2 separate regions of the Ctenopharyngodon idella genome follow, and region 1 is linked to region 2. A link is a contact called in public Hi-C data. All regions are on one chromosome and are shown on one strand. The core of a region is the stretch at or near the end of the contact, and the rest is flanking DNA. Distances in the headings are between cores, read along the strand shown.

What was found. A called contact is a pair of places that touch in the nucleus more often than the background predicts.
Region 1: a contact with region 2 is called in a Hi-C map of muscle, with 5 times the contacts expected there. The contact joins the promoter of tirap here to the promoter of shkbp1 in region 2. A contact is called at or near these places in 2 of 2 Hi-C or Micro-C datasets (both in muscle).

Annotation. Positions count from the first base shown.
Region 1 is chr18:2,088,652-2,094,425 of HZGC01, forward strand. tirap (toll-interleukin 1 receptor (TIR) domain containing adaptor protein) reads left to right here and starts at 4,024. Exons shown (of 4, transcript XM_051870206.1): 1 at 4,024-4,584; 2 at 4,868-4,925. The coding sequence starts at 4,522. It overlaps gemin7 (gem (nuclear organelle) associated protein 7), which reads right to left and starts at 2,997. Exons shown (of 2, transcript XM_051870209.1): 1 at 2,838-2,997; 2 at 2,191-2,736. The coding sequence starts at 2,909. The coding sequence ends at 2,335.
Region 2 is chr18:1,958,652-1,965,037 of HZGC01, forward strand. shkbp1 (SH3KBP1 binding protein 1) reads right to left here and starts at 1,384. Exons shown (of 18, transcript XM_051869465.1): 1 at 1,182-1,384; 2 at 845-898; 3 at 573-618; 4 at 393-466; 5 at 236-294; 6 at 46-126. The coding sequence starts at 1,228. LOC127499303 (zinc transporter 1) reads right to left here. Exons shown (of 4, transcript XM_051869466.1): 4 at 2,778-5,428. The coding sequence ends at 4,692.

The DNA of each region.
Region 1 (5,774 bases), core at 2,774-5,273, 130 kb after region 2:
CTGCAAATAGTTTTTTTCCAGCTGATGAACCTTAGAAACATTGACAGCCAATCAGAATCCATCCTGCTTTGAAGAGCTTGAGCATTTAAAGCGACAGATGACAAAAATGCAGAATGTGCTTATAATAAAGAGAATAATATTGTGCGTTGGTGTGGATAATAATATAGTTATCATTCTTGTCCTTTATAGTGGATACTGAACAAGGTTATTATAGTGAACTAAAACTTATTTTCATTTCAGCTAGTTGCCAAAGCAACATTTCTCATCTTTCAACATGTAAAACGTACTAAAATAACTAAAACTGAAATAAAATTAATAAAAACTATGTAGACATTTAAAAAAACAAAAAAAAAAAAACAAAGAAAAACAATAACTAATAAAAATGACAAAACACAGCAAAATTACTAAAATTAAAATGGAAAATACACAAATAAAAACTAATATATATATATATATATATATATATATATAATAAACAGTAATATTGTGAAATATTATTACAATTTAAAATAATGGTTTTCTATTTTAATATACTTTAAAATATAAGAGATTTCTATTTTGATTTCTAAATGCTGTTCTTTTTAACTCTTTATTCATCAATTAATCCTGAAAAAAAGTATCACAGGTTATATATATAAAAAAAGCAGCAAAACTGTTTCCAACATTGAAAATAAATCATATTAGAATGATTTTTGAAGGATCATGTGACACTGAAGACTGGAGTAATAATGCTGAAAATGCAGCTTTGCATCACAGAAATAAATTATATTTTAAAGTATATTAAAATAGAAAACCATTATTTTAAATTGTAATAATATTTCACAATATTACTGATTTTTTTTCTGTATTTTTGATCAAATAAATGCAGGCTTGATGAGCAGAAAAGACTTCTTTCAAAAACAAATTTACACTGAAAAAAAAAAAAAAAGCCACAAATTAATATAAAATATATTTAATACATATCAAATATATAAAAATAATATAATTAAAATGAAATAATAAAAATGTTTAAATAATAAAAATGATATGTTTAAAATAATACACACTTATAATGGGTCTTTCTTTGTACATTTTTTTTTTTTTTAAATATTCTTTATATTTTAAGGGGTCCCTTACAAGTGGATTATCATATTTGGGGGTTCGTGGCATTAAAGTTTCAAACCTTCTGCTATGACAGAATCTCTGAGGTCGCTTGAACAGTTCAAAATCACTCACTGGATTGTGTTGATGCCTCACATAGACGCTAATACAGTCCAATCAGGAAGCATTACAAAAGTACTTCTGCAAGTGAAAAACAATCAATTCGATCCACTTTATTTCATTGCATTAGTCCTTCACTTGTACCTTGATTGATTCAATGAAACATTTAAAGTAAATGAAGGAGAGAAAGATGATTAAATGAGAGCAATGAACATCTTACGTAAGCGGCCGCAGACCTGCATCTCAAAACATGATTGCCCGTGGCTACTAGGTGAGTAAAATGACTAGATTTGAAATATGAAATTAACATTGCATGTCCTTGTAAAGCTTCCTGATTAAATTATGGGGAGCTCTGACAACAAAACAGGATCTGTCTATCTCTCCGTTGTGTTTCAGGGCAGTAGGGATGAGTCATCAAGCCCAGACGCTCTGCCAGGGTAACGTGAACAACAATGGCACAGTCATTGAACAATGTCTAATGATATTCTAATAAAACTGGCTTTGGTAAACAACCTCATACCTTTTAAGAAGATTGAATGTCATTGATTCCTCGTTCCATTAGAAGACAAACTTCTGTGCCCTTAAAAGAACTTTTTGGACACAAATAAATGACTATTATGTTGGACGGCTGGGTTTTTGTGTGTGTGTTTCATGCTACAGTGAGTAGCAGAGACTTTTTGAGAGTTTTCAATGAAAAACTGTAACTCAATATGCAAATAATGTGTGTTTTAGTGCAGGTGGACAGTTAAATTCAGGTTAAATCCTGCAAGATAAGGGATCACTAACACTGTCAGAAGCTTTTAAGGACTCTACCTATCTATCTTAGATGTCTTTGGCCAAAGTCAGCTGTGCTAAAATATGATGTTATTTACCTATGGCTCCAGAATAATTAGTCACATGACATTTATGGCGCAAATTTGTAATGTTGTGATTCATTTCGGGGCAGTTTTGAATAATAACTACTCTATAAAAAAAATATGAAGCATTAAGTATGAAGTTCTGAACGTTTATTACATGAAAACAACGAGAAAGTTCCTTGAACTCATTAAACTTCAGTCATCGTTACACAATGACAATACTTCCGCCGCCATCTTGTGGTGAAGATCAGCATCGCGTGCCACAATAAACTCTCACTCACAGCTCAAATGAGCATGAAATCACATCCTGGCTTCTCAGAAGGGCTTCTTTCTGAACACCGAGAGGAGTCTCCAAATCAGACACCTGGAAATTCAGGACGTCTATATCTGAGGCCCCGAACCTCGCGCGAACGCGCACTTTCTCGTGCATGTTGAACTCCACTTGTTTGTCTGTCATCGATAAGAGTGTCCGCAGAAATCTCTCTCGCAGATCTGACCGCAGCCGCTGCTCCTCTTCGTCAACGCTTCCTGATGAAGACGAGGTGGCGGAGGAGAGTGTTGTAGGACACAGAGCGATGAAGCGGGGAGAGTTCGGGTCGAATCCTCGGCTGTTCGGGTCCGGACCTCGGGGCAGCCGGAGAACACTCACTGGAGTTTTCATACTGCTCAGTTCAGATGCCTGTTTAAAGAAGACACACATCACGAACTCGCATGTGGTAATGGTGACTTTACTTTAAAGATATAAAGTGTCATCTGTTGCTGCAACTGCTGTTTACGTACCTCATTCAAAAGGAGCGCAGCGTCTGAATGTCCGACCGGAAGAGATATTTTTATTTTCAAAATAAAAGTCATCAAGCAAGAAAATCAAAATGGACCATTCTTATTTTTTTGTGGAATATTGCAGTGTTTATTATAAATGATTTATGCTTGCTAAACAATCGTAATTAGTTTAATACAAAGATAATATATCATATACAAATACAATAGGAATATACTTTACAATGCTGTGGACTTTACAAAATAAAATAAAAAGTTTTTAACAAATATAATTTAAATAAAATACAATTTATATCATAGGCCTAAATGATACCACAAAAATACATATACACTCGTGCCAATAATTTTTTTTTTTTTACATATAAAAGAAGAAACAAATGATTTGACGGTATCAAAAGCAACACTCCAAGTCTGTAAAGTTTTTGAATTTGCTCCATAAATACGATGTGCCCTTGTCACCATGAAATCAAAATTGGCATTTTTTTTTTTTTTTTACTGGAACATTGCAGTATTTATTATAAATGATTTAACCATGCACTTCATTATTTTTTTTAATTCATGTTTCTCGTAATCTTGAATCAGAATAACTCTTGCAGCGACATCTCTTCTCTGATGACGAGGGCGGGGCAACCTGTCACTCACATGAGATCCACCAATAGCAAACCATCAATCATTTCCACATAGACAAAATCAAGCCCCGCCCTACATGCTTTCTTGTTCCAGAAGCGGTTTCTCCCGGATATGTAGCACAATATAAGGAAAAAGACTATCACAACCTCAATTTCATGCCGACTTATTCAAATTATATATAAATTGCTTGTTATTATAACAGTTCGGCAACATTCAGAATTTAGGGATTGGCTATATTTCAAGTTGGAATCTGAATTTGATTCAGTCTTGTCAAACTTTTCTAGTTCAAATGATTTTCTGTGAATATCGTTAAATTTTATTCTATTTTTTAAAATTCAAATTCCTGTCAGGATTTGAATAGCTTTCTTTTTTGACAAGTAGACAAAAATACAAAGAGTTAAAGCCTTCTGTCTTACAGGAGAGTGAGCAAAAACCTGCTTTCTATTTATATTATATTTCCATATTCAGTTTTTCTTTGTTTCTTGAATACTAATCATTAAATAACCATAATCATTTCTTTTTATTCTTTTTAAAATCTGCCCAATCCAGACATCTTTACAGCTTAAAACGATGCCCCTATAGCAAACACATAGACTATCTTCCATTTATTTGTTAATGGAATGACATTATTATGTAATAGGGTCCTATGATATGAATGAATGCAAGTGCATATTAATGTAGGAGCTGAGCATGCAAAATCTTCGTACAGTTGACTCATTTCTGAACTCTACAGACTTTATATGTAGGCTTGACCCCACCCATTTCCCAGAACCGAGGGGAATCCCAACACACCATAAAGACAAAGTGTGAAGAGAAACCGTTTCCACTTTAGTTTCAGTATTCTGTAATCTCTTTAAAGTAATCCACTGGCTGGACTGACAATAGTAAATCTAAGTCAAAGCTACACCCATTTCTTTCTTCACTTCCTTTTTTTGTATACTGTCTTCCTATTTTATGTTTTGTTATCATCATTATTTTGTTAAAACACCTACAAGTTATGTTACCATGTGCAAAATGACGCTTGACTTCCGATGGGGTGAACTTCCTCAAACATCTCATGCTGATCTTCTGCACCAGTGGCCTCAGAGGACCTGCTCTCTCTTTTCATCCTAAAACAACTGTAAGTACTGATCTCCTCACTGTCTAACATTTTACGTGTTAATTGTGCTTTGAATATGATATAATGACAATAATAACTTGCAGTTTGCTTCATAACAATCACAAATGTACAGCTATGCAGGCATACAAAGTGAAAGTGATCCAGGGAAAAGTGGAACTGATATTAACATTAAACAAACGACACTGTGCATGTCATGCAATTTTTTCCCCTATTGTATGAAAGTTACTTTTGCGTATACTGGATGAGGTATAGTGTACAATATTTGTTTATATGTCTGTTGTAGTCTATATCCTTGAAAGGATGGAGAAGAATGGAGGAAAACCGCGTCAGCAGCATTATGGGTAAGTCTCATTTTCGTGTTGCGATCTCTATCATAGATAAAGACAGAAGTTAACAATTATGTAAGAGAAAATAAATATTTTAAATTGTGAAAGCAGAACCACAAGAAGATACTGACATTACGACAGCAAAAAAGGAACAGATTTTCATCTTTTTCCCCAACTGAAATCAGCATTTATTCTCATTTGCATGAATCAAAGTCAAACGGACTGCATATCTCTTAATAGAACTGGTGCTAAATAAAACTATTTTGAGCTGTGAGACACAGTTATCACTCAGGATACTGACATATATATATATATATATATATATATATATATATGACAAAGGAGTTGTGATAGATTTTATTTCTTTTTGTTAAACTCATAAAAATAAATACAGTATGTAAATATTGTATATGTTAGGATGTTATATATATACAGGTGCTGGTCATATAATTAGAATATCGTGAAAAAGTTCATTTTTTTATTGTAAATTATTTAAAAAAATGAAACTTTCATATATTCTAGATTCCCTACATGTAAAGTAAAGCATTTCAAAAGTTTTTTTTTTAATTTGTTGATTAGAGCGTACAGCTAATGAAAGTCCAAAATCCAGTATCTCAAAATAATAGAATATTTACATTTGAGTTTGATTAAATGACCATCCCTACAGTATAAATTCCGGTTATCTTTTGTTCTTTGAAACCACACTAATGGGGAAGACTGCTGACTTGGCAATGGTCCAGGAGACAATCATTGACACCCTCCACAAAGAGAGTAAGTCACAGAAGGTCATTACTGAATGGGGTGGCTGTTTACAGAGTGATGTATCAAAGCATATTAAATGCAAAGTTGACTGGAAGGAAGAAA
Region 2 (6,386 bases), core at 134-2,633:
AAAGACGCTGTCTTGTCATACGGTCAGGGTTTGTGTTTTGTGTACCTGGAGGCGGCAGGTATCCATTGAACAACACGTTCCCGCAGGAGGAGCGATCCAACTCATCGCACAACTGCAGCTTCCGCACTGGGGAGGGAAAGACCCTGTTAATGCCACAAACTACATGCAAACCTTCATTTCCTTTAATAAACATGAAGCAGTATAATATGTGGGCTAAAGCCATCAGAATAATCACCCAGCGGCGTGATCCCATAGAACTCAGCCTCGTGCATTAATAAGTGGACATCTATGGACCTGTCGTAAAAACAGTTTCCATAATAAGAGACTTAATTTCACAGTGTTTATTAATCTATATCACAGTTAACAGAAAAAAATACAGACTATATGTTTACCTGGGGTGAAGCTCTTTAGTGCGCAGAAAGTTCAGAATGGGAGCAAACAGAGACGGATCTCTGTCTATGAAAATCTGAAAAAGACAAATATTACATTAAGAACCTTTAAATGGCGTAGAATCTTTGTAAAGACAGACTTATCTGCAACATTTATTATTATTATTAGCATATGAACCTTACCGCTCCAGTCTCATCTTTAAGTGTTGATATCCGTCCACTCAATAAACTAGACACAGAAAAATACAACCTTTAATTGTTATGTATGCACTTATAGAAAATGCTACCATATCTAATTTTTAATTGTCCTAATAAGACCTATGACAAAATCAATAAATCAGTATGGTCAGCTGTTGTTATTATAAAAACTAATTTACGTTATAAGCCCTTACATGATCAACATACACAAAAGAAGGAAGGATTTGATCTATTTTAGCTTTTTCTGACACACAAACCTTGAGAAAAAGGAGTCAGGAACCCACGTTAGAGTCTGTCTGGAGGTACTGAACCTGTGTTTACACATTCAAAAATAAAAATAAAACATTTTTAGCCAAAAACGAGCATGACAGAGTTACAGATCGGGCCGCTTGTATAGGTATGCAGATGTTTATTACTGTCTGCTGCTACTTACAGTAAGTAGGATAAATGAAAAACAATACTAAAACGCTCCTGTAAACTAGTTGTTATGAAGACTACAATAAAGTTTCTGATGTAAAATTAACAGTTCTTGAGTATGATAATAAAGTATGTGGCTTGTTTCGAGCAGGATATGCAGTTGCTTTAATACACAACCTTTTGCCCCCGACGTTAAGATGAATGATGTCTCCAATCCTCGCCATGGTGATCGTTTTCAGGGCAAAACATTCATATCTTATCGGATATTTAAGTAGGTATTAATAATATTTTCATGATAAAAGCTATTTAATTGTACTAGCCGTTGTAAGGAAACAGCGAAAGAGCGGATGTTGTAACAGAATCTTTCTTGCGGAAGTGGATAAGCGCTGTATTTCAAAATAAAAGTCATAAACTCATATATATATATATATATATATATATATATATATATATATATATATATATATATATATATATATATATATATATATATATATATATATATATATATAAGGCCAATTCATTATTTTTATTTTTTGTTAATTTATATGTATATATACACACACTACCATTCAAAAGTTTGGAAACATTACTATTTTTTGTGTTTTTGAAAGAAGTCTCTTCTACTCATCAAGCCTGCATTTATTTGATCAAAAATACGGAAAAAAACAGTAATATTGTAAAATATTATTACAATTTAAAATAATGGTTTTCTATTATAATATACTTTAAAATATAATTTATGTCTGTGATCAAAGCTGAATTTTCAACATCATTAAATCCAGTCTTCAGTGTCACATGATCCTTCAGAAATCATTATAATATGCTGATTTATTACAAATGTTGTGCTGCTTAATATTTTCTTATAACGTGATACTTTTTTTCAGGATTCTTTGATGAATAAATGTTAAAAAAAAAAGAGTAGCATTTATTTAAATTAACGATACACTACTGTTCAAAAGTTTGGGGTCAGTATTTTTTTCTTTCTTTCTTTTTTTTTGGAAGAAATTAATACTTTTTTTCAGCACGGATGTGTTAAATTGATAAAAAGCGATAGTAAAGATTTATATTGTTAGAAAATATTTCTATTTTGAATAAATGCTGTTCTTTTTGACTATTTATTCAACAATGAATCCTGAAAAAAGTATCACAGTTTCCAAAAGATATTAAGCAACACAACTGTTTTCAACATTGATAATAACTGAGTATCAAATCAGCATATTAGAATGATTTCAGAAGGATCATGTGACACAAAAGACTGGAGTATAATGGCTGATGAAAATTCAGCTTTGCATTACAGAAAAAATATATATTTTAAAGTATATTAAAATAGAAAACCTTTATTTTAAATTGTAATAATATTTCACAATAATACTGTTTTTTTTTTTTTTCTGTATTTTTGATCGAATAAATGCAGGATTGATGAGCATAAGAGACTTCTTTCAAAAACATTAAAAATAGTAATGCGGCCAAACTTTTGAATGGTAGTGTATATATAGTATTGTATAGTACATATATATATATATATATATATACACTATATATACACTACCATTCAAAAGTTTGGCCGCATTACTATTATATATTTATATATATATATATATATATATAGTATAGTTTTTTTCGAGTATTTCTGTCAAAACTAAATCTACAACAATAGATGTACAAACACTACGTATATTAATATTATGATAAACTAACAAAAAAATAAAAATAGTGAATTGGCTTTATATTATCCTCACATGAGTTACTCAGGTTGCAGCTGGTGTCTCAACAAGGGCCCTCACTTTCTAAGGTGGCTTTTGCAAACTTGTAGAATCATTAAAAAGAGTATTTTTTTTTTTTTTTTTACTTCGGAGGGGCAATATTCTTCATCCACATGGTCTGAAAGTAGACTCTTCTGTATACAGTATTCTGTGTACATGTGTGTTATGAATTGTGGGGATATCACATATAGCTGCAGGATGGTTTGGCCTGGGTAAACAGCACATTTCTCATGCATATCAAAACAAATTACTGCTCTTTAGGCATAATATTTGTGTTTTCCTACCACCGACAATTTATTATCATCTTTTGTGTTTTTTCCTCCATGTTTTCAAAGTACTTGTTGAAGAAATGAATGCATCCAAGTGTATTAAAATGCTATTTATTAGTATCAGTAGAGGCTTGGGGTTTGTTACATTTATTTTGCTTAATGTTTCAAACTCCACAAGATGATGCAAAAGTACAATCCTACATTGTGTAACGGAGAATTTTATGTACATTTTTTCTTCAATACTTGCCTCCTGGAATTAAATTTAAGGGGCAGTTTTATGTTTATGAGGGGAATTCTTATATTAAAACACATGCCATATTTATGCAAAATACAAACTCATACTAAACTTGATAAAATATTGAAACATATTATAAAATCAATATTCATATAAAAAAAAAATAACATCAGGGACATTTGTGTCCCTACATTTTAACTAACATTTTGCATATGTGTTTTATGTTAAGCATCATATTTGATACATCAGGATTTTATGGCTCATATAGTATGATATAGTGAGAATATGGAGCTCAAACTCGAGGAGCAAAAAAAAATCAGTTTAATTAAGAGGAACTAAATGAGCAAAATATGCAATTTGGTGCAGATTCTGGCCAGAAAGTAAGATGAAATTCTGATGCTTGTAAAGTGAATCAATGAGACCTTTATAACAGTGACATAAAACGCATATAAATATCAGTCGTCACTCCATATCTGCCAATAATATGTTTTAGTAAGATGATATTTAATGCTTAGTTTTATTATCAAAGCTCTGTAGTTTTAAAACATATAATGCAATGCAATTCAATGATGATTGAGAGATGAACAAATAAACCTTCCTCAATATCCTGATGATTATATCTGACACATTTGAACATGATTTTTAAATGATGTATGGATAATCAAGTAAACCTCATTTGCTTCAGTCCAGTAATGTTCATCTTGAATTTAGTGTTGTCAAATGATTAATCCTGATTAATCGCATCCAAAATAAAAGTGTTTGTGTTGACATAATATATGTGTGTGTGCTGTGTATATTTAATATATATTAAACATAAATATATATACACATTTATACATGTAAATATTTCTTAAATATATACATGTATGTGTGTGTATTTATATATATACATAATACATATATACAGTACACATATATTATGTAAACAAATTTTTATTTTGAAAGTGATTAGTTGCGATTAGTCGTTTGACAGCACTACTTGATGTGTGACCACTTCTTATGTTTACTTTATAAAAGTCATTAAGGATTTAACAGCAAAAACACATGAACCAAAAGCATTTGTAAACTAAAAGGCTTTTTACTTGCTAGAAAGTCTAAACTATCAATCAGACAGCAGAAGGCATGATGTAGCCGATTGTGTGCAACAGGTTTTTCAGTCAAGTTTTGATCATGTTGATCATTTGTGTATCAAATATGATAGCTACAGTAGGCTTTACTTACATATGTTACAGGTTTAGAAATTATTTAGTTATGATCCTCTCCTCAGTGCTTTAGCTCTGAATAAACCAGTGTTTAGTCTCCGTAGTGATAAACTCAACTAATTTTGCATATATTAAAAACGTTTATTGCTGGAGTCTCATCATGTACAGTAATTACAAGACTGTCAGTTCACAAAAATACCAACAACCTTGTTCAATCACAGGTACGTGTTCTCAATAATCACATCTCTGATCTCATCAACACTCGGTGGCGCTGGAGAGCAGGGTTTCTCCTCCTGGACACAGACGGGAGTCTCCGTCTTGGGAATATGGGAATCATCCGCCTGCGGTGAGCAGCAGAGCTTCTCCGCACACTCCTGCCCGCAGCTCAAGCTGCAGACTGGCCGCACTGCTCCCGAACCGTCACCGGGCGCCGCGCCGCTCCCGTCCGAGGCGAGGAACTCGGGCTGCACGGTGCAGTGCTCGATGCCAAAAGTAGCCAGCACTGCTTTGACCCTCGCCATGAGATCGTCGCACTCCGCTGCGCTCAGCCCTTCGGGACAGTGCACGTGCAGCGACGCCACCATCAACGCGTCTGACAGCTGCCACACGTGCAGCTCGTGAACCGACAACACGCCTGGCACTTCACTGAGGCAAAGCCGCACCTGACCGATGGAGAGATGCAGCGGCGGCGCCTGGAGAACCAGCAGCCCATAGCGGTGCAGCTTCGGCAGGGCCGCGGATAACAGCACCAGCACACCGACTGTGGAGAAACCTGCGTCCAGATAGACCAGGAGATGACAGTCCGAGTGAAGCCGATGGCAGTGCGCTTCAGAGAGCAGGAGAACCAGACCGTTAGTCACAATGAGGACTGAACACAGAAGATCCTGGACCACACTGATGGAGCCGAGCTGCAGTCTTCTAAACCCGGATCCTTTAGAGATACACTGGGAAACTGTCAGGTTAAAACCAAATAAAATTGGTGTTATATATGGTATCATCGTAAATGTCAAAAGTTTGGAATAATACAATTTTTAAAACATTTTTGACAGTAGTCCTTGGCTCAGCAAGGCTGCATTTATTTGAATAACAATGCAGTAAAAACAGTAATATTGTGAAATATTATTACAGTTTAAAATAGCTGTTATGTATGGAAGCTTGTTTCCACCATGAAATAAAAAGTTAAAAAGGTAATTGCGACTTTATCTTACAATTCTGACTTTTTCTCAGAATTGCGGTTTATAAAGTCAGAATTGTGAGATATAAAGTCCGAATTGCGAGTTATAAAGTCCGAATTGTGAGATATAAAGTCTGAATTGTGAGTTATAAAGTCCGAATTGTGAGTTATAAAGTCCGAATTGCGAGATATAAAGTCCGAATTGCGAGTTATAAAGTCAGAATTGTGAGATATAAAGTCTGAATTGCGAGTTATAAAGTCCGAATTGCGAGTTATAAAGTCTGAATTGCGAGATATAAAGTCTGAATTGCGAGATATAAAGTCTGAATTGTGAGTTATAAAGTCTGAATTGCGAGATATAAAGTCTGAATTGTGAGTTATAAAGTCTGAATTGCGAGATATAAAGTCTGAATTGCGAGATATAAAGTCCGAATTGCGAGATATAAAGTCCGAATTGCGAGATATAAAGTCTGAATTGTGAGTTATAAAGTCCGAATTGTGAGTTATAAAGTCTGAATTGCGAGATATAAAGTCTGAATTGCGAGTTATAAAGTCCGAATTGCGAGTTATAAAGTCTGAATTGCGAGATATAAAGTCTGAATTGCGAGATATAAAGTCTGAATTGTGAGTTATAAAGTCTGAATTGCGAGATATAAAGTCTGAATTGCGAGATATAAAGTCTGAATTGCGAGATATAAAGTCCGAATTGCGAGATATAAAGTCCGAATTGCGAGTT